2 separate regions of the Zea mays genome follow, and region 1 is linked to region 2. The links are chromatin contacts, called in public Hi-C maps. All regions are on one chromosome and are shown on one strand. The core of a region is the stretch at or near the end of the contact, and the rest is flanking DNA. Distances in the headings are between cores, read along the strand shown.

The links. Hi-C and Micro-C count contacts between places; a contact is called where the count stands out from the background.
Region 1: a contact with region 2 is called in a Hi-C map of tassel, with 2.6 times the contacts expected there. The contact joins the promoter of LOC100274566 here to the promoter of LOC100286323 in region 2. A contact is called at or near these places in 3 of 25 Hi-C or Micro-C datasets (leaf and tassel).

The regions. Positions count from the first base shown.
Region 1 is chr10:126,618,053-126,621,010 of Zm-B73-REFERENCE-NAM-5.0, forward strand. LOC100274566 (Indole-3-glycerol phosphate synthase chloroplastic) reads right to left here and starts at 1,654. Exons shown (of 9, transcript NM_001148921.1): 1 at 1,112-1,654; 2 at 841-1,017. The coding sequence starts at 1,552. It overlaps LOC100273977, which reads right to left. Exons shown (of 10, transcript NM_001148363.1): 9 at 2,730-2,885; 10 at 2,012-2,550. The coding sequence ends at 2,335.
Region 2 is chr10:126,274,866-126,277,565 of Zm-B73-REFERENCE-NAM-5.0, forward strand. LOC100286323 reads right to left here and starts at 1,256. Exons shown (of 3, transcript NM_001159210.1): 1 at 586-1,256; 2 at 24-317. The coding sequence starts at 1,241. The coding sequence ends at 62.

The DNA.
Region 1 (2,958 bases), core at 404-2,903, 340 kb after region 2:
TAGGGATTATTCAAAAGCAACATGAATTCAGATGACTTTTCGCTTATTTCCCAGTTTTTTTAGCAGGTGTGGGGCATGCAACATCCAAAAAAATTGCTGGGGTAAGATGGACACCAAGCATTGCCTGATAGGGAAAATCTCATGCAGATCAAGAAAACCTCTAAATCTTCTTTCCTCCACCCTTTCATGGCGGCCAAGTTGCCCATGTGAGCGTGGGCCGAGCCTTAAGCCGTGCTTTGTCGCAGAGTCGGTCAAAGGGATTTTTTTAATCTCAGCTTGAAATTCATTTCCACGGGAATTCGAACTCAGGACCTCAGCATGCATCCATATGATAAAACTTCAAGACTTGGCTATTCCAATTTCCAATCTTTGCATCTCTCTGAAGGTTCGTAGCACATGTCTGTGATGCAAAGGAACGGCATCCTGCCATACTCATGGTTCTGTTGTATTATTAATTAATAATTACTATTTGGCTTATTATGTTACTGTCAACGATCAGTTCAGTCAACAATAGTATATCAGGTTCACATTAGTGCAGTCCCACGAATGAGCTCCCAAGACAAGACACAAGGATCATTTCGCACACACATATATATATAATATATGAACTAAAGGGGTGTTTGGTTTCTAGAGACTAATATTTAGTCCCTTCATTTTATTCTATTTTAGTCTATAAATTGCTAAATATAGAAACTAAAATAAAGTTTTATTTTCTATATTTAGTAATTTTGGAACTAAAATGGAATAAAATGTAGGGACTAAAAATTAGTCCCTACAAACCAAACACCCCCTAAGATAACAAAAATGAAATGATTGGATTTACGTCCTAAACTCACCCACCGGATCAAAATTCTCCCTGATAACACCCCGGCTTGGTGAAGCCTTCTTGACCTCCGCAATCAGAGCAGGCAAGCCAGTTCGATCGTAGGACGCCTTGAGCGCCCCAACGAAGTCCCTAGCGGGGGGAGCAGCCTCAAGCGGACCCTTCAGCATGTACAGGGGCCTCCTCTCCTTCATCTGCCAGGTGCCAGCACCAAAAAACAAAATCACACAGCGTCACGGTGGAACGCGCGGGCTTTATCATCACCCCATTCTCGTCTACCAGACGTGCCTGCGAAACCTCGACGTCCTTGTTCCAGATGATTTTCTCGAGGATGTTCCGCGGCGTGTTCCCCTCGTTCTCGAGGCGGAACTGGAACGGGCCCACGTAGTGCACCGCGGGCCCCGTCACGGGCCGCCGCCGGATCCTTATCCCGTCGACGCCGGCGACCACGGGGGAGTACGCGGCAGCGGCGGCCACGGGGCTCCCGTTGCCCTCTTGCTCCGTGGTGCCCCCCGCGTTGGCCTCCGCGGCGTGCGAGCTCGTCGCGACCTCATCCACCGAGTCCTGCACGACACCACGACACCCACCCGAAACCTCACAACTCGGAATTCGAGGCGAACCCATATCGAGACCGGGAATCTGACCGTCTCCGCGCTGGTGCAGCGGATAGGCGCGCGGCTCGGGCGGCCAACGGCGGCGTCCATGGAGGGCGCCGTGAGGGGGCGGCATGCAACTGTGGCTGTGGTGGTGACGGCGAGGGTTCCGGGGCGGCGGAGTTGGGAGTACCTTGCGCCCGGACGGCGAGGCGCGGATCCAATGGCTAGTGCTTCCATCTGAAGCGCCCGCAGAGCAGAGGTGGGCTGGCTAATTGGATTGGGGTGGACGTTAGCCGTTGGGAGTTGTACGCGTGCGAGTCTTCCCGCTGCTTTACCGAGACGGCGTCTCTGAACCACCTGTCTAGCGCTAGCAGTAGCGGCGCCTGCATCAGTGCGGGAGAGAGAGGGCGCGTGACAACCGCGATAATCAAAATATACTACTATACTATACCATACTATACCAGCAGTCCATCGCAAGCTTCTGAATATGAAAACCGCAGCATATCAAAGCGCCGAAAATTCACAAGGAACATATACCCATTTCGTGGAAACCGAGAGAACTGCAAGGCGCCGAACAAGAAAAGGGGTTCTTGCCACGTTCCAACTTCCAAGCCAAAAGTTGGTGCTGTGTGCACTAACATTTCACAAGATAATCTAGAGTTCTGTAGCGTGGGCGCGCATACAGACTGCTACCAGTGTTCTGGATGGAGCAGAAGGTCAGCAGCAGCACTGCAACAACATTGCATCTAGGGAATAATACTGACAGTACGCAGGCTACAACTAAAGCGTGTCTCGCTGCATCCCAGCAAGATGCCCCTCCAAGCAAAATGCCAACGAGAGCACACAGAAATACTACATAGAATCAGTTCGGTTCATTTGCAAGGCCGTTCCTGCATATTCGAGCAGCATCCCTCCTCAATCCCTCATCTCTGTGGCAAAGATTCGGTACTTTCTGCTGTCCCAGGGATTGTTTTTGTCCATATAGAATGATGTCAAGCAGCACCATATCCAAGGTGGATTCCTAGTCAAGGGGGCACCTTCCTCGCTGTCCTCTGGTTCTGGGATACCAAGTAGCTTGTTCATCTTCTTTGTTATCGCTTCTTCTGTCAGAAAACCACCGAAGAATTGGACCTGCCAAGGATTCAGATGAAGACATGATCACCAAATTCAGCTAGGCTTTTAAGCATATCCATAACCCTTTTACCATCAACACTGATTTTTATCACTAGTGATGGGGGTGGACACCTGGGATGGGCTATAGACTGGTAGACAAGGAAATCAAGCATAAGGGTTATTTAGTAACATATTACCAGATAATTCTTATGGACGTACGCATGAATTCTCGCTGTAGGATCCTCAAGAGTCAACCGCAGATGAATGTTACCAGTTGACAGCAAACGGAGACCACTAGCTTGACATGGATACGCTCCCACAACACGGGCCAAGGTTTTGAGTTTGTGTGTCACCTAGCACAAAAAAGGGGGATGTTGAAGCTGGTTAGCTTTAGAGTCAAAGCTGGTCACCTACCACATCCACGGT
Region 2 (2,700 bases), core at 6-2,505:
CAAAAATAAACTTTTATGTGTACCTGTTGGTCCCGTGGCACATTCAGCTTGTCAAATATTATCACTCAAAGTTTTTGGTTGAAGTCTCACTAACAACAGAAGCTTGGGGTAATTCCTTGCTCATCAAGTACTTGCGCTTTTGAAGGCTCAGCCAGACCAATATACTGTCAGTCTGGACAATACTGTATCCAGCTTTCGTGTACATGTTGAATGGGACTTGGTCAATTATTCTACAGTGAAGGTATACACGTCTTTTGGCATTCATCTTGAAAACCAGATCCTCGCATGCCTTAAGAAGTTGCTTTCCAATTCCTCTCCTGATAGTTCAAAAACATTACAATCGACATATTTTAAACATAATGTAATGAATAAACTACTTGATATGCATTGAACCAACAGTGACTGAGAACAGATCAACAGAATCGTCTTAATGGCGACTGATCCTTCATATAAACACAAGTTGCTTTTATTTCGGATGTGACGAGAATGTTTCTCCCTACAAGGATGCAACATTTGCAATCTACTCATGCATCAAACTTATTTTCCCACAAGAAATATTCAAAGTGGTTGCTCAACCCAGAATACCTTCTCAGTGGCGTCTTCACAGTCATGTTGCAGATGTAGGGGAAGTTGAGCGGCGGAGTGGGCGTGGGCGGGGCCCCTGGTGCGCCCACCGCGTCAAACGACACCTCCGCGGTGCACGCCATCTCCCCTTCATCCCCACCCTCCCCTTCGTCGTCCTCCGGGGCGGCGTTGGCGTTGTCGGCGCCGGCGTCGGCGTCGGCGGGGCGGTAGAACCCCACGAGCACCGCGGCGTGCGGAGCGAGCCCGCGGCGGTCGTGGAGGTACCTGCGGATGACGAACGTGAGGAGCTGCGCGTACCGCTGGGCCGGGGCCCAGCGCACGGTCTCGGAGAAGGAGGAGGCGAGGAGGCGGACGAGCGCCTCGGCCACGGCGTCGTCGTCGGGGCCGCGCGAGAGGGCGCGCACAGTGAGGAGGCCGTGCGGGAAGGCGTGCTCGTAGCGGAAGGCCGCGAGCTCGTCGAGCTGCGAGAGCGCGCGCGGCGATAGGAAGACACCGGGGCCGGGGCCGGGGCCGAGGCCGTTTCCGTCCGAGGCGGGTGTGGCGGTTGGAGGGGCGAGGCGGATGTGGCGCGGCGGGGGGCAAGGGGAGCAGAAGAGGAGGTGGGGATGCCTGGAGACGGCGGGAGTCAGCGAGACGAGAGCGGGCGACGCCGCCATGGGAGGAGCGAACTGGGAAAACAGAACGGCGATTTTTTAGTCTCTTTTTCTTGTAACAGGCTTACGTGGATAAACGTCAACTGTAAGCCTGTAATGTGTGGCTGACCTGTGTGTGTACGGTTAGTGTAAGATGAGGCGCTCCTTAGTCCATGTACGGTGCAGGCATGGTTCCTCTAGTACAGGAATAAAGTTTAATTAAGAGGTTATTGTGTTTGGTTGTAGAGACTAAAATTATTAAATGATTCATAAAAAGATTAAAATATCTTTTAACATTCTTCTACCATAAATATAACTGAAATAAACGAGAACAAAAAATAAAATTAATATAATTTAGTCACTCTTTGAAAGACTAGAGACTAAAGCAGTTTAATCTATATTTTAGTCCCACCAATTTACTATTTAGAAACTATAAATAAAATTAAAATGATGAAACTAACCTTTAGTCCCTCAAATCAAATTGTGCCTAACTCTAATCCGCTAGAGTTGGCGATGATGCTGACAATACGACGACACCGATCTCATAATGGACACCAACATGAAGGTTCAAAGGTGCAAACAGATACTTATTTGAATATTAGTTTTTGATATTTTTTTGTGAATTAATAGAATATAGAATTTGCTATATAAATTTATATTCTTTTTTAAGATTGAACTTGTAAATATTTATGAAAAATAAACATCAAATTTATCATATATTTTCTCCAATATATATATAAATTTTGGATACAGACATAAATATTTTTTTGTCTTTTTATTATATAGAGCAAATAATGTATTAAACAATTTATACAAAATTTTATTCTTAATTATAGTAATGTGCTTCATAACATAAGAAGAGATTCGATTAAATTTTATACATATTTATTTAAAATATTAAATTTGTTTTAATAATTCGGATATCCGTTTACATCCTTGGTCGCAAGTCTGCAACTGCAAAGACAAAGAAAACGAGTCTACATCCATCTGCATCAACTTTTTGCGGGTAGCAAGGATATATCATATCAGAAATTATCTGTTTTATATTTGTTTTTATATTTTATTTTTTATACAAATTAAATATTATCGAATTAGATAAATTTTTGAATGGATACCGATATCCTAAATATCAACTTGGAATATACAGGCATGGGTATAAATCGGATACTGATCAATGCTCGAACTCTGATACGGATCTAATTCAAAATAAAAGTCCCATCCAAAGCTCCCTGCCTCCCTCCTCCAGGACTCGGGCTCCGCATTCGATTTAGTGTAGCTCTTTTTTTTATGTCTGTACGCATATCTCTACTACTTATTAAGTAAGCAATAGTAGTCTGCCTCTGACGTGTTCTGCCTCTGACATGTTCTGCCGTTCTGCTATCTACGTGCGCCCCCTCGACAGGGCCAGCAAAAAATTTCACGTACTCACGAGTTGAATATGAACAGTTCAGCCACTAAACACACAACAGCAGAGTTCTTATTG